Regions from separate parts of the Mus musculus genome. Here all the other regions are linked to region 4. The links are chromatin contacts, called in public ChIA-PET, HiChIP or PLAC-seq and promoter capture Hi-C maps. All regions are on one chromosome and are shown on one strand. The core of a region is the stretch at or near the end of the contact, and the rest is flanking DNA. Distances in the headings are between cores, read along the strand shown.

What was found. Promoter capture Hi-C pulls out the DNA fragments that hold promoters and counts their contacts. ChIA-PET counts read pairs in DNA pulled down with a chosen protein or histone mark. HiChIP or PLAC-seq counts read pairs in DNA pulled down with a chosen protein or histone mark.
Region 1: a promoter capture Hi-C map of erythroid cells shows a contact between it and region 4, with 3 times the contacts expected there. The contact joins the promoter of Phactr4 here to the promoter of Srsf4 in region 4. A contact is called at or near these places in 4 of 39 promoter capture datasets (3T3-L1-derived adipocytes, erythroid cells, hippocampal neurons and 1 more) and 1 of 115 datasets of contacts at active chromatin or transcription factors (large pre-B cells).
Region 2: a promoter capture Hi-C map of erythroid cells shows a contact between it and region 4, with 3 times the contacts expected there. The contact joins the promoter of Sesn2 here to the promoter of Srsf4 in region 4. A contact is called at or near these places in 5 of 39 promoter capture datasets (3T3-L1-derived adipocytes, the C10 cell line, erythroid cells and 2 more), 1 of 484 Hi-C or Micro-C datasets (cortical neurons), 3 of 115 datasets of contacts at active chromatin or transcription factors (large pre-B cells, memory CD8 T cells and pro-B cells) and 2 of 9 other capture datasets (liver and pancreatic islet).
Region 3: an H3K4me3 HiChIP or PLAC-seq map of stem cell-derived neural progenitor cells shows a contact between it and region 4, with 4 times the contacts expected there. The contact joins the enhancer-like site here to the promoter of Srsf4 in region 4. A contact is called at or near these places in 1 of 39 promoter capture datasets (cranial neural crest), 7 of 115 datasets of contacts at active chromatin or transcription factors (embryonic forebrain, embryonic limb bud, embryonic stem cells and 2 more) and 3 of 9 other capture datasets (adipose tissue, liver and pancreatic islet).
Region 5: an H3K4me3 HiChIP or PLAC-seq map of embryonic limb bud shows a contact between it and region 4, with 6 times the contacts expected there. The contact joins the enhancer-like site here to the promoter of Srsf4 in region 4. A contact is called at or near these places in 1 of 39 promoter capture datasets (hippocampal neurons), 6 of 115 datasets of contacts at active chromatin or transcription factors (astrocytes, embryonic limb bud, embryonic stem cells and 3 more) and 2 of 9 other capture datasets (adipose tissue and liver).
Region 6: an RNA polymerase II ChIA-PET map of memory CD8 T cells shows a contact between it and region 4, with 7 read pairs. The contact joins the promoter of Med18 here to the promoter of Srsf4 in region 4. A contact is called at or near these places in 2 of 115 datasets of contacts at active chromatin or transcription factors (memory CD8 T cells and pro-B cells).
Region 7: a contact with region 4 is called in an H3K4me3 HiChIP or PLAC-seq map of craniofacial prominence, with 6 times the contacts expected there. The contact joins the promoter of Matn1 here to the promoter of Srsf4 in region 4. A contact is called at or near these places in 3 of 39 promoter capture datasets (cranial neural crest, embryonic stem cells and pre-B cells), 13 of 115 datasets of contacts at active chromatin or transcription factors (bone marrow-derived macrophages, craniofacial prominence, effector CD8 T cells and 9 more) and 2 of 9 other capture datasets (adipose tissue and liver).

What each region holds. Positions count from the first base shown.
Region 1 is chr4:132,421,063-132,423,837 of GRCm38.p6, reverse strand. Phactr4 (phosphatase and actin regulator 4) reads left to right here and starts at 1,392. Exons shown (of 13, transcript NM_001161797.1): 1 at 1,392-1,493.
Region 2 is chr4:132,509,068-132,511,914 of GRCm38.p6, reverse strand. It overlaps Sesn2 (sestrin 2), which reads left to right and starts at 1,459. Exons shown (of 10, transcript NM_144907.1): 1 at 1,459-1,851. The coding sequence starts at 1,762.
Region 3 is chr4:131,242,759-131,245,978 of GRCm38.p6, reverse strand. No RefSeq gene overlaps it. Among named protein-coding and RNA genes, the nearest start is that of Gm25261, 5.1 kb to the right of the region's middle. Within about 2 kb of position 1,803, at least 56 of the 459 cell types and tissues checked have an H3K27ac peak or open chromatin away from gene starts, as enhancers often do. A contact at or near this core is called in embryonic forebrain, forebrain and stem cell-derived neural progenitor cells, where this site is marked.
Region 4 is chr4:131,872,073-131,875,147 of GRCm38.p6, reverse strand. Srsf4 (serine and arginine-rich splicing factor 4) reads right to left here and starts at 1,509. Exons shown (of 6, transcript NM_020587.2): 1 at 1,278-1,509. The coding sequence starts at 1,384.
Region 5 is chr4:130,877,331-130,880,134 of GRCm38.p6, reverse strand. No RefSeq gene overlaps it. Among named protein-coding and RNA genes, the nearest start is that of Gm35294, 7.7 kb to the right of the region's middle. Within about 2 kb of position 1,409, at least 59 of the 459 cell types and tissues checked have an H3K27ac peak or open chromatin away from gene starts, as enhancers often do. A contact at or near this core is called in embryonic limb bud, forebrain and hippocampal neurons, where this site is marked.
Region 6 is chr4:132,462,468-132,465,402 of GRCm38.p6, reverse strand. Med18 (mediator complex subunit 18) reads left to right here and starts at 1,482. Exons shown (of 3, transcript NM_026039.3): 1 at 1,482-1,629; 2 at 2,395-2,538. The coding sequence starts at 2,466.
Region 7 is chr4:130,942,746-130,945,850 of GRCm38.p6, reverse strand. It overlaps Matn1 (matrilin 1, cartilage matrix protein), which reads right to left and starts at 1,466. Exons shown (of 8, transcript NM_010769.2): 1 at 1,322-1,466; 2 at 1-22. The coding sequence starts at 1,427.

The sequences.
Region 1 (2,775 bases), core at 143-2,642, 550 kb before region 4:
GCTGAGCCATCTCACCAGCCTACATTGTTACTTTTTAAATATTTATTTTTTATTAATTCCAGTTGTGTGTAGGTGAGTATTTGCATGCAGTATGTGCACATGAGTGCAAGTGCTCACATAGCCAGAGGTTCACAACCCTTGGAGCTGTAGTTAGAGTTGTGAGCTACCTGATATATAGTGCTGGGAACAGAACTCAGCCCCTTTAAAGAACAGCAAGTTCTTAACCACTGAGCCATCTCTCCAGCCATTATTATTATTGTTGTTGTTGTCATCGTCGTTGTCACTGTTGTTATTATTATATTACCAGACAGCAGCTGGCTGGCCTGCATTGGTTTTTGTTGGGTTTGTTTGTTTTGAGACAGGGTCTCACTATGTAATTCTGGTTGGCTTGGCCTGGAACTTTGTAGATCAAACTGATTTTGAACTCAGCAATAATCCAACCCTTGTCTCCAGAGCATTTAGGAATACTGGTGTGTGACACCACAACTGGGTTGTAATTTATTGCTTTTTTTTTTTTTTTTTTTTTTTGGTTTTTTGAGACAGGGTTTCTCTATATAGCCCTGGCTGTCCTGGAACTCACTTTGTAGACCAGGCTGGCCTCGAACTCAGAAATCCACCTGTCTCTGCCTCCCAAATGCTGGGATTAAAGGCATGCACCACCACTGCCCGGCGTATTGATATTTTTAATGTTATAGATTGCGTATTTGAAAGGTATAAGTTTTTCTATGTTTCCCTCTGTATGTATCGTATGTATACTTTTCCGTCTAAGATGGGTGTAACCCATGGGTTTGGCATTTAAAAAGATCCTCCAGCAGTGGCAAGAAGGGGGTCTGGAGGGTGATATAGCCCTGGAGGTTGGAATGAGTGCCACTTAGAAACAGATGGTGGCTTCTACTAGGTAATCGTTAGTGGGAAAAAAATTTAGTTGGGAGGGGGGGGGTGTAGAATGTCTGCGCTTAATAGGCTGGGTTCTGTACTTTCACAAAACACCGCGGGTAACTTGTTTGTAAGTTTTTTGCACTTAAAACTGGTTATCAATAGTTTGAAACAAACTGGACTTCTTTTGTAGAGCACAACACACACATCCTTTCTTGGGCATCGCCGGGAGAGTCTGTTCCCGAACGTGTCCTCCCAAGTCCCGAGACCTTCCCCTTGCTCAGAACTGGGCAAGGTGCCCAAATCCGTTTATATGCAGTGCACCGGACTCTGGCGGCGCATGCCCAGATCGGCAGAGTAGGGGTCAGGCGCCTCGCAGCGGAGGGCCGGCAGTTCCCGCCATTTTGTCCCGCTCGCCACACCGCTGGCCACTGCAGTGGACTACAAGTCCCGTGAGGCTCCGCGGCGGCACTTCCTACCCTCCTCACTGTCCGGCCCGCTCCCTCCGCCCCCCCTCCCCTGGGGCCGAAGGCTCTGGCTGGAGCCAGGCGGCCAGAGACCAGGTAGGATTTCCGGGAGAAAGTGCTGGGGAACCCGAGGAGGCAGCGGCGACTTGGGTAAGTTCCCCAAACTTGGGAAAGTGAGCACCTCCCGCGCGCGCGCAGCAGCGGCAGGCTCGGCTCGACTAGGGGTCGCGGGCCGAGCCTGGGTGGGGGGTTAACGGCGCCCGCGGCGGTCAGTGCAGCCAGGGCGTGGCGGGCGGTAGCCTCCTCCCTCCTCGGCCCTCCCACAACGGTCCCGCGGCGGTGTCCCCGCCTGTGGCCGGCCGGCGCACACTCGCGCTCTCCGCCCCCCAGCCTCCGCGGGGCCCTTTTGTCTGCGCCGCTTTTCCCCCTTTTGTGGCAGTGCACGGAGTCGCGGTCTCCAGGGGAGCCCGCACGTCCTGCTGGGGACTGCGCCCTGGGGATCTGGTTACTGTAACTGGATCGGGTCAAAGTCCATCTTTCAAAAGTGACCTCCCTCAGACCTCTGCATCCTGGCTGAGCAGAGAAGAGACTTAGGAGTCTGGCATAGTTTCAGTGGAAACCTGGAAGTTATTGTCCAACTTCTTTCTTAAATGTCAGCCTCCGGTAGCTAGGGATCAAAACTCAAGGCGCTAAGGCGCTTTTCTCCTCCAGTGGATGGAGTCTAAGAAAAAGAAGTGAGACTTGGAGCCTCAATCCCGGAAACCGAGAAAGAGTGGAAATTTGCTGCGATACGTGTGGCAGCTGGGATGGAGGGGTTGGGTGATTGTGGAGTGTGTGTGTGTGTGGGGGGGGGGGGGGGGTGCGGCGGCGGCCGCAAAGAACTCAAGCGAATCATTGCCTCGGAAACCTGAAAATTGGAGCAGAGTGATTACCAGGACATCATTCATTGCCTGCAGTCTTCGGCACTTCATTTTCCCACGCTGCTCCTCGACTCTCCAGAATACATCCCTTTCTCTTTTTTTAAACAACAACTCCACAAAGAAAAACTCAGCTCACTGAAAGCACCTGCTTTGTAGAAAAACCTAGATACCCAGTAGATTCTAGAAAGCATTAAAAAAAAAAAGGTTGAAAAAAAAAAGGCGATAAAATATGTATTTACTGGACACCGATGAATTGTGTGGATTTGATCCAGTTTGGTTAGATAGTGGTAACTGTATGTTCCGTCGAAGAACGAATCTTGAGACTTAGCATAGGGGTAAAGCTTTTATAAAGGCCAAGGTAGAGATCCTTTGAAAAATCGATTAGTATTTCAAATTCCTTGAGTGAAGACAGTTGGGACTCCTTTGAGTCAGGAAAGGTGTTTTGAGACGAAATTTCCACCCTAGACATGTAGGCAAAGCCTTCATTATTCTGACATTTCATAATGGAAATG
Region 2 (2,847 bases), core at 210-2,709, 640 kb before region 4:
TCCACCTGCCTCTGCCTCCCAAGTGCTGGGACTAAAGGCGTGTGCCACCATGCCCGGCTGAGTCTATGTTTTTAAGGAGAAAGCTGAATCTGATATAGAGTTGTTTAGAAAAGAATTAACCCAAAGGGATATTCAGTGGCCAAGGGTATATTATTAGAAGCACGTTGTGCCAGGTGGCATAAGGTAGAAAGAAAAAAAAAAAGTCTAAATGTAGACACTGCCCTCAACAAGTTTATAATAAAAACTTTCAGATAAGACAAATACACAGAATATGACAACACAAGTTACAGTATGGAAAGTATTAAAACACAGAGAGAAAGGTCCAGCCCGAGTTTAGGGCTCTAAGGAGCATGCAGGTGAACTCCCTTCCCTACAGAAGGCATTAGACCAAGTCAGGAGATCACCTTTGGTATCATAAGCCTAAACTCAAGACTATTTCAGGCAGGAACTGAGAGGATTAATCAGCTCCAGCTCTGTCTAGGACTCCTTAACCAGAATAAAGAGAAACTTGAAACGGGAGAGGCCTGAAGAAAAACCGCGAAGGAGATGAGTAGAAGTGAATGGGTGAATCAAGGGTAAAGTGCTGAGATCTGGATGGAAGAGGTGAGTGTAGGGAAGTCATGAGAGTGAATGTCTAGAGAAAAAGAGGGCTAAAAACAGAAACTAGGAGAGCACCCACGTTTAGGGAGTGGATGGAAAAAGAGGAGTCAGAGAGGAGTGGCCAGAGGGAGAAGTGAGAAATAGATCAAGCCAAACACCTAAGTTACAAAGTTTCCATGAGTGCCTGGAGGGTGGAAGGCGGTGTGAAGGCACCCAAGGCAGGACAGAAGAGGGGAAATTGTAGCAATGAGGATTGAGATTAAATTTGAGATTGTCAAGGGTATTTCAGTGAGGGCTTTTCCAGAGACTCCACAAATAAGGTGATTTCCTTGGTTTAGTGTTTCTGAAGGTGCAGATCCCTCAGGGCCTGAGGGGACAGGGTGGTGGCTCTTGGCTTCAAATTTGTGGGTTTTGATCTATAATTAGAAGAACTGGATGTGTGTGGTTAGAACTCTCTGCAGACCTAACCAGTCCCTCCAGGAACTGGAAAGCTGAAGAACTTACTCAGAAGGGATTTCACACCTGGCTGTCTGGCCCAGCCCCGTGAAGTCCCGTTTCATCACGCAGCCCTAATGACTCCTTGGGCTGTCACTCTCATCTGGTATTGCCAGAGACCTGACTAACGCCTTCATGCAAAAGTTTGCAGCATCTGTGCGAGGCCAACTACAGCTCCCAGAGTTCCCAGGCGCTTGTCGATGCTGATTGGACGGAAGGTTGGCTCCGGAGGGAGGTGTCGGCTCCGCCTCCCCGAGAAACAGGCATCTGATTGGCTGCGCCGTGGGACTTTTGTGTCCCCGCCCTCCCCCAGGGACCGCAGCGGGCTGACAGAGCCGGGCGAGCGCTGGCAGTTCCGTGGTGGGGATGGTGAGGAGCGCCGGCTTCCCGAGCAGCGCTGGCCACTGCGGACTTCCGAGGCACTCCGGGCCGTGAAAACCTCTGCGCCGCGGCCAATCTCAGGCCTCCGAGGCCGGCCGCAGTTTTCCAAGCTGGGCTGAAAGGAGTGTCTATCGCCGTAGCGCCGGTTCTCCTAATCCCGAGAGACAGCCCGGGGATCTCGAGCTTCCCCGGCGACCCCTAGTCCCGGCCTCCTGTGCGCGCCCGACCTAGACCCCTCGGGTGTCCCAGGCGCGGACGAGCCGCGGCCGGGTCCTGGCGTACACCATGATCGTAGCGGACTCCGAGTGCCATTCCGAGATCAAGGGCTACCTGCCGTTCACCAGGGGTGGTGTGGCCGGCCCCGAGACCCGAGAGGTAAGCAACAGCCGGGCGAACCCGCTCTCCTCCAGCCACCGCCGAGCTTCGGGCAGACCCGGTCTAAGTCTGGTGCGCTCCCCCCGGGCTTAGGGTCTGAGAGCACGTAAGCTAGGGCTAGGGTTGCATCAACTGCAGCCTCCGCTCTCCCTTCCCCTCCCCACTGCCCTCTCTCTCTTTACCCTCCCCACTACCACCCTGGGAGGGAGGGGGATGCGGAGCCCTCCCTGGCTCCTTCGGACTCCTGGCCAATGAGAGGGGACGCCTTCTCGTGGCTCTTTGGGTTTGTTCTCTGCTAAAGCGAGCGTCTTCAAGTCCAGGCAAATCCCGGCCGGAGAGACCCGACCACTCCTCCTCCCCGCCCCCTTCCGCAGAATCCCTTCCTCTCGGTGGGGGCAGGCGGGCTGGGAGCTCTTTCTAGGATCGGTTTCTGGTCCTGTCGCTCAGCGAAGGGAGTAAACCACCTGGGACTGACCAGGGAAGGTCGATTCCCTTTTTCAGTCCTTACCTGCACCCCCGATCTGGAGACTGGTCCGAGTGCTTTATGGGTCTGGCTGGCGGCCTGATCCTCGGCGGCGGCAGCCTGAGAGAGCTAGGGGAGAAAGCGGATAACCCTTGGTCCCTTGATAGATTGCTTCCTATTAAATTGTTCTGGGGTCCTCAAAGTTTGTTTTGCTGTCTCCTCAGAGCGTAGAGAGACTTCACAGGGAGACAAGGTATAATGCCAGTATAAAGCCCCCGTCTCCCTCCCAGCAGTCTCGATAGTGGACATAGTCTATGTCGTGTATGGAGCACCTACTAGATGCCAGGATATAGGTTTTGTCTGACAAAGACAGCAAATACAAAACGTATTTTAACCCCATTTTACAGAATGAGAAAATTGAGGCCCGAAAGGGACAGAGAGAGGCCTAGCCCTCATTCTCTGGACTGTGTGTGACTAGGATTTTGGAGAATGCTTGGCACTGCAGAAGATACTGATCCTTTTTGATTTTCTAA
Region 3 (3,220 bases), core at 554-3,053, 630 kb after region 4:
ACCTCGTTCATTCCTCCTCCAGCTCAGCAAGGTCCTGTTGCCTCCCGCCTTCTTCATCACAATCGAGGCCCTAAGAGGCACAATGAAGCTTCACCAAACCTTTTAAGAACGATGTGTTTCCTGCTCACCCGTATTCTCACACTGGTATTCTGTATGCCAGCAATAGCAGGGTCAAGAGAAATGGAAGAAAAAGAGACATGAAACCAGGGTCTTCATTGAGATAAAGAGGGAGTGTTTGAGTGGAGTGTGAGTCTGTGGTGTTTCCTGTGGGCTGCTGACAGGGGAGAGGTTGACGAGCCTTTCTTATCTTTCTTGGAGCTTTCCATACAGAAGGATGCCAGCCCTGCTGCCACAGCCAGCAAGACGCACCCCTTCCTCATCAACTCAGTACAAGACACCTTTCCCATCAGCCAGGTGCAGCTCACCAGAGTAGGAGCCTACTGAAGTGTCCGTGGTCCGTCCCTACTGCATGGGAAGGAGTGTTGACGGGGTGGGGCAATGACAGTCCACTGAGATCCCAAGTCTCCAACTCTCCTCAGTTGTTGGAAACACCCTCTTCACAGCCAGAAATCCATGTGTAGGAGCTGAGCTACGTAGTAGTAGTAGAGATGGGGTGTGGCTCCATCGAGGTGGACATTTGACTCTCCCAATCATCCTGGGGTCCCAACACTGAACTGATGGCGACCTTTGTGGGGGTCATAGAAGAGAGAAGAGCTTTTCTTTCCCAGAATCCTATTCAACAGGAGACTCTCAGGCATGGCCCTACAGTCCTGGGCTGATGACTGGTGGCCAGCAGGGTTGATCCCTGAGTGGGCTGTAGTCTAATGACTTTATCAGGGCTGCAAGGGAAGTCCTGGTCCCCTCATTGCAGATGTGCCTCCAGCTTACCTGGGCCTCAAAACCTAGTGAGCAGGAGCCCCAGGCACTTCTGCTCCTTCCCATTCCCCACTCCTATCAAGGAGCCGTCCTCCCTTGTCCCTGAAGGCAGATCTGCCTGAGGCAGAGAGGGCTGCCCCAGAATACCTGGACAACCTTCTGGAGAATTCCAACCTAAAGGCTGCAGGTCTGAGCCCAGTGAACTGTGGCTGTCCCTCCCTCCTGGATGTCCTGTTCTTCCAGTTTGTCATTCAAACAACTGGGCTTCCTCAAGGGAGCCGGTGTTAGTGTCTTTGGCCCACAATGCACCTCTCTTTCTCAGGCTCCACATTTTTTTTTTATTCACTGTAGGACCCCACCCCACAGGATGCTGTAGCTCAACTTCAGAATAAGTCGTCTCTCCTTAATTAACCTCTCTGGAAATGCCCTCATAGATACGGGTGGAAGTGGGGTGGAGGTGTGACTCCTAAGCTAGCCAATTTGACAATGGGATAAACCATCTCAGGAGGATGGATACTCGGGTGCCTGCACAGGGCTCACATTCTCTTCTAGTCCATGACAGAGGCAGAGAAAATGGACCCAGAGTCAGGTGGAGAGAAGAAAGGAACTAAAAAAAAAAAAAAAAAAAAAAAAAAACCCTAGATGTGCACAAAGACTCAAAGTAATGGCTAGTAGCTCCACTGGCCCTCTGCTACAGGCTCCAGCACAGGGGCAGGAAAACAAAAGGGTTCGTTGGTTATCTGGAACGCCTGGGGCCTTAGGCTCCCAGGAGCTTCTAGTCCCCTACACTCCCTAAGCTAATGTATGGGCAGGAGGGAGGCAGGAGGCAGGAGGAGAGAAGCTGGACAAGCCAGGCCACCCCTGGGAGCAGGATGCTTATCTGGGCCCAAGAATAGAACTGCAGGGCGCACAGAAGCACAGGCAGGCAGTTCTCGCTCCCCAGCCTGTCAGCACTGGGGAGTGATCAGACTCTTAAACAGGCCTCATTATTTCTCCCAGGGCTGTGACGCCCTTTGGAAAAATGGATGTTTGCTGCCAGCTCGTCCCCTGAAGACACGTTTGTCACAGGCTATTGTGTAAATCCATGTTTGGCCCATTTTTAAAAAACTGCGATTTACCCAGTTGTCTAGTCTCCTCCAACCTCTAAAATGTGGCTGTTATTAGGAGCTCAGGAAGGAGCCAGAAAATGTCACTGGGAGGGAGGGAGGGAGGGCTGGGGGGAGGGCAGCTGCCTCTGGTCTTCTGCTGTGGAGAAAGCCTCCTGAACAGAGGACAGGAAGTGATGGTACCCGGGGGCAGAAAACAAGTCCAGAACATTCTAAGGAAAGAGTTTGGGATGCTGGAAGCATCTGCCTTCACCCTCATTCACTCCAAAGAGTCTCACTGAGCCCTGCTATGTGCAGACCTGGAGAAACAGCTAATGACAAATAGGTCTCAGTCACCAGGAGCCAGTGTGCTGGGCTGGGAGGAAGAAAGAGATAGATACCGGATGTAATCAAGGCCATCATGGGAGGAACGGTGTTAGGGAGGGAGCCATGCAGGGTGACATCATTAGGACTCTCCTGAGGCCGGCCGGCATGGACAGTGATCATTGTGTGCTGTAGGGACAGAGAGGGTTTCTCTGGGATGAAAACCAAGGACACCAGGAAGGAGCTGGTGAAATGGCTCATCAGGCAAAGGCACTTGCTATGCAAACCTGGCAACCTGAGTTTCATCTTTGGACCCCACCTTAAGGTGGAAGGAGAGAGCTGACTCTACAAGTCGTCCTCTGAGCACCACAGGACACGCTACAGCACTTGCCCCCACACCCAATTATGATAGTTTAATAGTGGATGAACTTGCCTTGGGGATGCTCAGGTCCAGGCTGTGAGCTTCAGGATGGGGCCAGAGGAGACACTGGCAGGAAGTAACATTTGAGCATCCCTCCAGGTAGACAGATAAGAGCTTTCTTTTTACATTAGCGCTGGACAGAAAGGCATAGACCCCAGTCAGTAGAAAACATCCTAGAACCATGAGTGTCCCATGCAAAAGGGAACACTGAGAGGTTGTCAGTATCCTGGGGTGCAGTGTATGACCGCCCTCAACTGGCCCTGAGCAGGGTGGGCTGTATCCTAAGGCAAGAGGACCTCAAGTCTTGCAGGTGTTTGGCCGGCCATGGACTATACCAGCTGTAATGGGCAAGCATGACCAGCACAGCATGCTCTGGATCCAGAGAGTGAAAGGTGAGACATTGGTTTGTCTGTCTTTGTCCTACCCTCCCCCATTCCCAGCAAATCAACAAAGCGAGAGCATCCATGTTTAAAATGCTAACCACAAACATAAACTTCTGACCATGCCCACTGGG
Region 4 (3,075 bases), core at 260-2,759:
ACAAAAGGGAGGGGGTAAGGGGGGTCGGTTAATCTCTCACATGTAAGGTTAAATATCACAAAAACAATACTCTCATGCCAGCTGGTTCGCTCTGTAAGAACAAAAATGAGAAATTGTCTTTGTGAATCGAATCCAGGATTCATAAACATTTTATCGAAGTCTTGTTCTCAGCAAGGAGAGTCTTTTAAGTGTCAATTATTCGAAATCTAGACAGCTTTGAGAACCTGCTGGTTCATTTGCCATTCATACTAAAGTGTATGTCTTCTCAAATGTCAATTACTACTGGTCTCATTGGACCAAACACAAAGTCGAAAAAAACAAAACAGGCAAGAAATAAACACAGCAAAAACCAAGGGTTCCCCTAACACCCAAGGTTTAGTGCTTCCGACGCCGTTCCGGTGCTTAATGCCTTTCAAGTCCTACCTAATAATTCTCAGCTCCCAAGCAAAAGATGCTCGTACAATCTCTAGGCATGACAACTCACCCGTTTTCCCCGAACCTGGTAGTCCCTGCTAGCCTTGCTTCGCCAAAGCAGATTAGAAATACAAGCCCAGATTGTACGGGGAAAGCTGTTAAGTAGGCAATTTGGAGATGTGTCTCCACTTGCACCAGCAGCCGACGCAGACCTGGCCAGGATGGCCCTTACCCACTCAAAAAATCCTACGACAGCAATCATTTTCCGGCAAGTTGGAGAGCCGAAACCACAACGTGGAAAACTCTGTAAGGACTCCCCAAGATAACGAGCTAGGACTTTAATTTACTCTCGGAAAGGGAGCGGTCAAGGCTTGAAGCGCGGCAAGCCAGTACTTTCGAAACTGTCACTGCACTACAAAAACTAGTGTCTCCCGCCCAAAGTGTGGCACGCGAAAAAGCCAGAGCTCCAGTCCTCAGAAACACACGCCGGGAAGCCTCTGGCCGGTCAGGCTGGGGAACGGGGAGAAGAGGGCCGGAACCCTCATCTGCTCCTGGCAGCCCCAGAGCGGGAAAGGGCCGCCTCGGACCCATAGTCCAGCGACGGAAACCCAGGCCTCCCCGGCGCCCGGAGCCCCAGTCTAACCCGGGCCTCCGTCCCCATTATCCCGCCACCACCCCCGCCCGCGCAGGCGCAGTGGGAGCCGGGCCTACCCGCGCCCCCGAGGCACCGCCGCCATGGCGGAGCGGAGGAGGCCGGCGGCGGCTTAGCGCCCAGCGAGCGCCGCGCTCGCGTCCCCGCGGCCTCCTAGCCACAGCCGCGGCCCTGTCAGCCCCCCGGCCGGCCCCTCCGCCGCCCTCCTCACCCGTTCTTCAGATCCACCTCCAGGATCTTCCCGTAGCCCTTAAAGAAGCGCTCCACATCGCGCTCCCGGGCCTGGTAGCTCAGGCGGCCGATGTACACCCGCGGCATTCCGGCGGCGGCAGCTGGCCCCGGCCCCCCTCAGGCGGCGGCCGGCGAAGGGAAAACGCGGCGGCGGCGGTAACGGGCGGGCGGCGGGACGGACGCAGCCGAAGCCCGGCGACGTACGCGAGCACGCAGCTCGAGAACGCGCGCCCCCGTCTCCCTACCCCCCCCCCCCCGGCGGAGGGGAACGGGAGGGAGCGCGCGCCCGCTTCCCGCCTGGTCAGGGGCGGGGGCGGGGCTTTACTGGAGGCGCGCCGGCGCGGGGCGGGACCTGGCCGAGTGAGCGACAGCTGCAGCACGTCCTCTCGCGAGCTCGCCGTGGCAGCGGCACTTCCCCCGGAAGTGCCTGCGCGGGTGCGCGCCGAGCGGGTGTTCCCGCCTTTGTCCTTTGCTCTGGTAGACTTTCTGTTTTGGGGTGGTTTTCGGTAAACGTCCCTGTGGGAAGTTAGTGGATCCATGACCTTGGGCCCATTTTCCTTTCTCTCGGATCTTTGAGTCTCTTTTATCTTCCTTGTACTTTCAGGGTTGTCTCTACAGTGTCGATACTAGGTATGTAAAAGTGTTCCAATAATTGGTTCGGTATTATTTTGCGGTGTTGTGGATCGAACTCAGGGCCATACGGATGTTAACAAGTGCCCTATCTCTGAGTTACATCTCAGATTTAATTTTTATTTTTTAAAGCACTGACTGCCAGAGGTCCTGAGTTCAATTGCCAGCAACCACATGGTGGCTCACAACCATCTGTAATGGGAATCGGATGCCCTCTTCTAGGGTGTCTGTCTAAAAACAGCTACACTGTACTCATACACATAAAATAAATCCTTAAACAAAAAAGTTCTGACTGTCCTAGAAATAGCCCTGTAGACCAGGCTGGCCTGAAACTTTGCCTGTCTGCCTATTGGCTGGGATTAAAAGCATGTGCCAAACTATGTCCGTTCAGTTTAGTGCCTTGTAGTTAGATTAAGCACGACAGAAAATTACTATTTTCTTTTTTTGTTTATTCATTTTGAGAAAGGGTTTTTCTGTATATCCCCGGCTGTCCCGGAACTCCCTCTGTGGACCAGGCTGGCTTCAAACCTGCCTGCTTCCCAAGTGCTAGAGTTAAAGGTGTACCCCATCTCTGCCAGCTCAGAAAAAATTTCTAACCTGCAAGATTATAATCTATAGATGTCCAGTGTATTGCCAAAATAACCAAATGTAATGAACTGTGCTGGGGCATGTGGGTGCTCAGTAATGAAAGGTTCCTTTTCAGCTTTGCCCAGGAATCACTGAGGGGTTTAGTCTCTTTACTGCATTTCCACTTTAACTGATGTGCTGGGTAAAGTTTTCTCTTCTGCATCTTCTGCTTTCCTTTCTAGAGGCAGTTTCTTAAGTATTCCTTTAGAAGTTAATTTACCATACAGCACTTGGCTTTTCTTTTTTAAGACAAGAACTTTCTATGTCTAATGGCCTTTGACTAACCTGTAAAAGCCTTTCTAAGAACTGTGATTGTCAATTGCAGGTGTGCATCACACCTGATTTTTTTTTTTTTTTTTTTTTTTTTTTTTGAGACAGGGTTTCTCTGTATAGCCCTGACTGTCCTGGAACTCACTCTGTAGACCAGGCTGGCCTCGAACTCAGAAATCCACCTGCCTCTGCCTCCCGAGTGCTGGGATTAAAGGCGTGCACCACCACGCCCGGCTTACACCTGATTTTTG
Region 5 (2,804 bases), core at 160-2,659, 990 kb after region 4:
CTACAACTACTGTTGTAGTCCCAGAGGCACAGTAGGGAATACAAGAGATGAAGTCTCCACTCCAGAGCTTAGTCTGAGAGAGAGGTAGGATTCTAAAAGGAGCAGGCCCAGGAAGAGGGCTACATCGGCGAGTTAGCCAGGACCTGGAGGCATTAGTGGAAGTAACCAGGGGAGGAGCCCCTGGAAGATGACATCACACAGCAGGTTCCCACCTATCAGCACCTGGATGAGATATTCCAAGCAGAGAAGGCACGATCACAGGAAGGAGCCTCCACCACAGGGAGAAGTCTGGTGACTTTTGAACATGGAAGGCCACCTAAGGCCAGCATGGCCAGAGCGAGAAGAGGATACAAGAAGAGCAAAGCCCCCATGTCAATTTCCAGTGCTGATAAACCCCTTTCTGGGAGAGTCAAGCCAACCGGGTCCCTGTCTCTAGCAATCCTGGCTTCTAGCTTGCAGGCATGAACATGCAGAGCACGTGGAGCTGGGTGCCTATGCACACATGTGCACATGCACATGCCTGTGCACTGTAGCTCAGCCAGGAAGAAAGACAGAGGGAAAGAGGAGGTCAGACTGACAAGAGCCACAAGTGCCCAGCATCACACAGCTGTGGCCTACCAGGGTCCTCGGGACACTGAGGGGTGCCACCCCCCTTAGCTAAAGGCTCAGGTAACCTGCCCCTCACCAAACAGCTTTTCCACTGTCCTGCTCCAGCCTTAGGGAACTCTGTCTGAGTCCACCCACCTCTCCTTCCAACCATTGACCTGCGTTTTGTGGCCCCACTCCACCTCTACCACAACCTGATGCTGGGGAAGGCAGAACAAGTTCACAGTGGCAATCTGGGGATGTGGGGGCAGGGTCACTGCTTTAAAGGAACAACAAAGTGTTAGCTAAGTGATGTCACCAGCCCAGGGCAGCTGCTGATGGATGTCAAGACACAGACACACACACACATGGACACATGCACTATACACATACATACACACACACACACAGAGAGAGACTAGTGAATATATTTTTGAGTTCTTTTTCATGGCTATCATGTTACCCCCTGGGGCTGATCTGGGACAAAACAGGAAATCCCAGAACCAAGCCTGCCAGATGAGGCAAGGGGCTGGGAATTTGAAACCCCCTCTGCTCTCTACAGCCTCCTATCCGACCCTGCCTCCTGCAAGCTGGGGCTAGCTGCCAGGATTCTCCCAGAGGAGAGGTTCCCCCTCCCCAGGCACTGCCAGGGCTCAGTCACGGAGTCACAGCTGCAAATTCCTGCCCTGTACAAGTCCCCAGACCCACACAGAGCTTCCTAGAGCCATTGTTAAATCCACCTTTCCGGATATGTCATTTCCCTTGCCGTCTTTGAATACAAACGTGAGGTTAGCCTGATGTCCAGCAGGGGGCGGGCATGTTTCATTTGCCAGAGAGCCAGCAGTGGGTTCAGGAGGCGGCTGGAAACAACCCTTCCTCCAGCAGCCTCCCATTAAGACACAGCTCCCCGCCCCCCCGCCCCTCGCGCCACGCACAGAGCAGGCTTCTACACCTTCGCATACACTGGAGCCCTGTCAGGCTGCAAACGGAGCGAACCGGCTCACTTCTGGTCGGGCCTCTCCTGCACATTCTTCACTAGCTGCCTTACCCAGAACTCCATGCCTTTTCGATGCCAGCCTGCTCCTCTACGGGGAGAAATGCCTGGGTGGATGAGTGACTGATGGGTAGAGAAACCCAGCTACCAGCCACCCACACCGTTCAGAAACAAATAATTCAATGCAGACATCCCGGGAGAAGACAATTTTTTTTTTTTAATGGCCAGGCAAGCATTCTAACACTGAGTTATAGCCTCAGGCCTCCCTTTTTTACATTGTTTTATTTTGAGACAGGGTCTTACTTAAAGCTCAGGCAAGCTTTGAACTTAGGATCATCCCAGCTTGGCCACCCTAGTAGTTGGAAAAATAGGCTTAGCCAGCAAGCTCAGTGCAATTTGAAAAATATACAGCACTCGTTGAGTCTAAGGACCGGCCACCTCATGATCTGACTTGACTCTTTTAGGTCTGTTGGGCTTGGTGGTATTACCCAAAGTACAGAAGGGGAAACTAGGATTTTAAGGGGGCCCAAGGTTGCAGGCTATGTATGGGTAGGTGCAGCAGGGTTCCAAATCCAGTCGCCTTCCCCCTTCATTTAGCTATGCACCAGGCCCCACCTATGAGTCTCTGGGTGACCCCAAGAAGTGGAGAAATGTGGCAAAGTCCTGGTGCTTGGCTGGAAGTGTTCTGGCCTAATTCTTAACCTAACCCAAGTCCCATAAGTGAATGCTGGTAAGGCACTCGTGTGTGTGTGTGTGTGTGTGTGTGTGTGTGTGTGTGTGTAACAGAGAGAGAGACAGACAGACAGAGAGACAGAGAGACAGAGAGAGAGAGACCTCCCACAGACCTGCTAAGAAGCCCCCTGTTCCCACTTGCAGGAGGTCCTAAGAAATTAAACTGTTGCCCAGTGCCACTCAGCCATCAGGCCGCAAAGCAGAATTCAAACCCAGAAGCACACATTTGCAAAGGCTGAGATTCCAGCCATGTGTACATTACTATTCATAACACTAGCAAGATTACAGTCATGGAGGAGCAATGAAATAATTTTATGGTTGGGGGTCCACAACAGGAAGAACTGTTTTAAAGGGCAGCAGCATTGGGAAGGGTAAGGACCACCAATTTAGTATGTTCTGAAGAGGCTCTCTGGGCTGAACCTCAGCTAGGTTCACCCGCAAAAGCTGCTGACCTGACAGGCTCCCAACAGAGTCAAGGCCACAGCCCCAGGCA
Region 6 (2,935 bases), core at 233-2,732, 590 kb before region 4:
TTAGAGATTAAACTGTCAAGCCATGGGAGGAGGTGGCAGAAAGAAGAACAAAGTGGCAGAGAAGCAAGCTGATTTCATGTGACAGCAAGGTGGAGCCCTGAGCTGATACAAGCTGCCCAGACTGACTGGGAACCAGGTACCCTTGCCTGAGGTAGTGACCTTTGGGGAAATGTTAAGGAGGGAGGGGTCCTGAAAGATTAAGGGTGCCTCACTCTATGTCCCTTATGTGTTTGGCATATGTACAGAGTTCAATAAGTACTTGTTGAATTTAAAATCCTTATCTATCTATCTATCTATCTATCTATCTATCTATCTATCTAATGTATATGTGTGCCTAGATATATGTGTACCATGTATGTCCTTTAGCATGGATGCCAGATGAGGGTGTCAGATCCCTTGGAACTAGAGTGGCAGGTGGTTGTGAGTCACATGATATGGGTGTTAGGGCTGAACCCAGGTCCTCTGAATAACAGCAAGTGCTCTAAACTGCTTAGCCATCTTCCCAGCCCCTAGTTATTTATTTATATTTTGTGTTATGAGTGTTTTTGCAAGTGTGTATGCATGTCTACCACACGGATGCAGTGACTGATGTAGTCAGACAAGGTAATAGAGCCCCTGGAAAGGAAATTATAAATGGTTGTTAGCCACTATGTGGGAGTTTGGGACCTCTGAGAGAGCAGCAGGGGCTATTAACTGCTCAGCCATCTCTCTAGCCCTTATTAATTAACTTATTTATTTATTTATTTATTTATTTATTTATTAAAAACCTCACAATATTGTTTAAGCGTTGAATGGCTCTGCTGGAGAGATCCTTACCACAGCTTCCCAAGGTTCTCAGATTTGAACTGTGCCTGGTCCCATGTATTTAAAGTTATGGTATGCACTGTAAATTGAACAAGTTTGCTGTTGTTTTGTATTAAACTTATGGCCTTGCACATGTCAGACAAGGCTCTAGCACTGAGCTGTTTCTCCAGACCCTTGAAAGCACACAAAATATTGTTCCTGCTGAGGTCTATATATAAATACACAACGCTGTGGTTAGCGTTTCCGATTTACAACATACCCCTTCCTTTTCTTTTTCTTTAATTTAATTTTTAACTTATTCATTTTACATCTCTTTCACTGCCAGCCCCGCCACCTCCGCCTCCCTTCTTTTTCAATGTGACTCTCCTTCCTCGCTCCCCCCAGTGGCTGAGTTCAAAATTTAAATATGGTATCCAATCGGCTTTATGAGATCTGATCAAAACATCCAGGTCGTCGAAGCTGAAAAAAAAAAAAAAAAAAAAAAAAACGTATCCTAGAGCTGTCCTATGACAGTCACCTTCCACGGTACCACTCTAGACTAGGACCCCAAAGCAACAGCAGCCCCGAACCTTGCGCGTGCGCTCTTGCACACCGGTGCCAGAAGGCGGGCGCGTTCCTTGCCCTCTCGGCACCCTTACTTTTCGGGGCGGTAGCGGAGAAGTTTCCTGTCCCTCAGCTTCCTACCGGAAGTGCTGAAGGGAGAGTTTGGCGGTTTCTCTGGCTCTGCGCTGGCGGCATTTGGGGGTGCGGATTGCGGGTGTGCACGCGTGGATTTAATTCCAGCTTTACAAGGATCTGTAGCGCGGACGGAGACGTGTTGCTAGTGTAAGTGCACACGTGTCCCGGCTGCCCGCGTGGGAGGACCGGGACAGTCACTCTAACTTCATATTTCCCGCCTGGCTCATTTGCAGAGGCGTTCTCATAAAGGCAGAACCAGTTCTAGTTACATCGCTCGTGTGCCCTGGGGCCTTTCCCTGAGTCTGCATGGCCTCCGCATAGAGTGAAGGGTGGACAAGGTCCTTAGGTCTCCCTCGGATCTTTTCTTTTGTTTTTTCTTTGAGACAGTCTCACTGTGATGCCCTAATTGGCCGGGATTTGCTATATAGACCAGTCTAGCCCGAAGCTGCAGCCGTCCTTCTAACTCTGTCCCCAAGTATTGAGATTACAGATGTTCCCCCCAACACAGCCGGTTTTTATTTCTTTATGTTTGGAAACGAGGCCTCTCAGTGTAGCCCAGTGTAGTTACCATTTTTGAATATGAATGTCGGTTTCTTTCGAGCCAGGTAGTGGGTGGGGGAGACGAGGGCTGTGGGGTTAAACACCCTTGGTCTTATTTTAAACGAGACAGTAGGTTTCGGAACAAGAGGTTACATAGCTGCCTCGAGATTACATAGAAAAACGTTTATAAGGTTCAGAACTTGATACTAGATGGCTATTCCGTATCTCCGGAGCTAGAACCCCTCTTATTCCCGAGTCACCCGTTCTTGGAACCGGCTGTATAAGCAGATGTGCAAAGTTAAGACTGAATGAGCTTTGGTTTCAAGGCCACTGCCGCAGCAAACAGGGTATGGACAAGTGTGACTTTTCCAGGTGGATCCTGTGCTTCTCCGGTTGGAAGATCTGTTTGCAGTTCTGTTGTCTTGAACCTAATTAGAGGCATCATGGAGGCGCCTCCAGTCACCATGATGCCCGTCACTGGGGGCACCATTAACATGATGGAGTACCTCCTGCAGGGTAAGTCAGCCAAGGAGCTTGTGTTACCAAGTTTTCAGTTTTTTCTGGCTAGAGCAAGTTGAGATGACTTATAGGCAACTGTAGGGTTCCTGTAACTGTGTTTAAAAGAGGGTGGGTGGGAAGATGGCTCAATGGCCAGAAACTCACTCTGTAGACCCTTCTGGCTGCAGGGGCCTGGGATTATAGATATTTACCACTATTGTCCTATTGTCTGTTCTCTCTCTCTCTCTCCCTCTCTCCCTCTCTCTCTCCCTCCCTCCCTTGCTCTTTCTTTCTTTCTTTCTTTCTTTCCTCTATTTTTGTTTGTCTCCGTATAGTTCTCGCTGTCTATAGACCAGGCTGGCCTCGAACTCAGAATTCAGAGGTCCATCTGCTCTGTCTCCCAAGTGCTTGGGAT
Region 7 (3,105 bases), core at 217-2,716, 930 kb after region 4:
GGTCGTGTCCGGCAGAGGTGCCCTAGGAGGGGGCAGTGCAGGGAGATAGAGAGTAAGGGCAGATATCAGAAGAGTTTTGCCTTGGGCTCCAGACAGCCGAGGGTGGGTCTCAGTGATTTAGGTCTCAGCTCAGTGTATAGTCTCGGGCATTCGGCTCAGCCCGTGGGGAGGAAGGCGGAAGACCCCTCTGGTCTTAGACCACATACTTCTTCTCTGCACCTCTTTGCAGGAACCTCTAAGAACAAACAAAGGCATGTAGAGACTAGCCTGACTTGCTGGCAGAATGTTAGCCAGGGGTACACTGAGGAACTAAGGCTGGCACTTCCTTAAGGGCCATCAGGGTACCTACCCACTGTCTCTTCATCAGCAAATTTGAAGTCACTTCCCTCCCGGGACAGGAAAGAAGCAGAAATTCCTGATGCCACATTGTCACCCTTGTTTTGCCAAGTGGGCCCCAAGACACCCTGACCCTAGAAACAACGTTCCTCCAGATCTCCAGCAAGGCAGCACCAGTGACTGGGAGGCGCCAGCAATGGATGGGACAGGCCTGGGCTCAGACCCTGGCTTGGCTGCTCTGTGGCCCAGGGCAGGGGGTAGCACAGTTTTGAACCTCATTTCCCATTCATACAAAGGGAGACTAAGCTGAGGGTGGATGTCCCTTCCTATAGCAGAGCTGGGCTCTGGGACAGGCTGCCCTGCCCAGCCCATGCCACATAGGAACAAGTCCATTCCCTGTTGGGCACAAAGGATCAGAAAAGGAAAGATGTGCCTCAAAGCCCTGGCATCTGAGTTTCTCGGGAGACCTTAAACGTGTTCTGTATCTACGGTGACAGATGTTTCCTGCCTGCTCAGCCTCCAAATGGAGAAGTGGGATCCAAAGGCAGAGTTGACCATATCCACGACTCTGAACCTGACCCCTTGTGGCTCTGGGGCTATCTCATGGCACAGACTGAGACAGGTCCTCCTTCTCCACCTCAGTTGCTGAGCATCTCGGGGCTGCCAGAGCCCAGCCCTGGAAAGGGCTGTGGAAACTGACCAGACACCTGGTCTCCTGCGCTGCGCTCACAGAGCCCTGGGCCTGGTGCCGCTCCTGACTCCGGCTGGCTCTTGTGGGGGCTTCTGGTCCCTGCAGCATGGTGGCCCTGAGGATCACCTGTCCTGGTGGCCTTCACTAATACCATTATCTCCACTGCCCTCCCTGAGCCGACACCCTCCAAACCCTGATTCCCATTTAGCCTCCATCTGTCTCTGTGCTCAGCCCCCCCAGGCCATTTGTCAAGGGTCACAGATCCAATGTCCCCAGCATCCATGGTCCCCTTACCTCTGGGCTGGGGGACAAGACTGAGGCTATCAGGGACCTGTAGCAGCAGCAGCAGCAGGAGCAGCAGGCTACAGAGAGCAAAGGCTGGACCAGAGGTGACCTTCATGGTTGCAGCAACTCAGACAGACAGCGGCAGCGGCACACTGGAGGGGACCAGAGGGGGAGATTGCCTTATCAACCACTGGGCAGGGGACAGCACCCTTGCCCCAACCCCCAAAGGCGGGGCCAGTCTGAATGGAGGTGTGTGTCTGAAAGGGAGGGTAGAGGCAGCTGACCACAAGGGCCCCTTTGCCTGCAGAAGGAACTCGAGCCACAGCTGGAATTCAGGAAATCTCAGGTGGGTGGGGGCGGCTCCTCTGGCCAGAGCCCGTGCTGACTTGGACCTACAGCTCAGGGATACTTGAGCCCTGCACTGCCCCTCTTCCCACACCCAAGTCCTCCCCACCCGGAATTCCAAGCCCAGGTTTCTCGCTAAATATGCTTCCTAACCACGTGCACACACACACACACACACACACACACACACACACACACACACCTTCTCCAGCTGCACCGATTCTCTCCAAAAACCACGGGGCCTTTGCACGAGCAGAGCCGACCATCCAGTGTTTTCCTTTTACTAGCTCCACCCCAGAACGATTCTCCCAGATCTTGGTAGCAACCAAGTAGTGTGGCTGTGCTTAGTGTGTGAGAGAATGGGGAGCTCGGAGAGGGACTGACTAGGGGCAGATATGAGAGGCAGATCATGTACCTGTGTGACCTTGGGCAGCTTGCTGCGCCTCTCTGTGCCTCATCCCTCTTCTGGGAGGAGAGACGGTGTCAGTGCTGGCTCACAGAGCTAGGGACAGGGCCTGAGGAATTTCCTGAACTATCTTTGTTAATCCTCACAGCGAAGCAAGCGAGTCTTGTGAGATTACATGGGGAGGCAGCAAGAAGACCGGAGAAGGAAGATGAGGCAGGGGATTGCCACTGTTACAAGGAAAGACCCTGTGCACTCCTCAGGCATAGCTGATCTAGTCCACAGTGATATCTTTAGCAACCATAGCATCATCCTTCACACCCCACATACCTGTGAGGCAAGCAGAGAGATGGAGTCTATCAATCAGCCCACTTTCCATATGCCAAAGTGGAAGCCCAGAGAGGTTAGCCTGAAGTCACACAGCCGGTTCAAGGGCAGAGTCAAGGCATTTTCCCTTTTGTAGCTATGTTAGAGACAAACTTCTCTTTGTCTTCTCCCATTTGGGTTCCATCAGTCCCCAGTTCCCAGCCCTCTGCATCTCTGCAGACCCAGAAGAAACCTCCATGCTGCTGACCCCTCCTTTCACTATTCAGAGGTCTCTCTTCTCCAGAGTGGCTGTATGGTCCCAGAAATTGCAGCAAATATCCTTTCTCCCAAATTGTGCTACATAGCTGTTTTTGCCATTCTGGCCTGGAGGTCTCTTCTATCTCGGTCCCCTTCCTGGCCCTGAGGCCCAAGGACAGTGCCAAGCAAATGCAGAAGTTAACAGAAGGTAGTAATGAATGGGGTCCCATCTAGGTCACATGAAGGGCAGCAATGGTGGCAGTGACGATGGCCACGGTGAGAGGTGTATGTTCTGGTGTGTGGCCCTTGGCAGGGCAGACAGGGAGAGCTTGAGCCAGTGCCCGTTCTGTGGCTCAAGGGACAGAGCCCCGTTGCTGGACCCAGCTGTACCCGTGAAACCGCCCTTTCAGCTCCCTTCTGAATGACTGGTCTGTGTCCCCCGGAGCAACACAGGCGCCTTCTCTGTGTCTTTCTCTCCTCG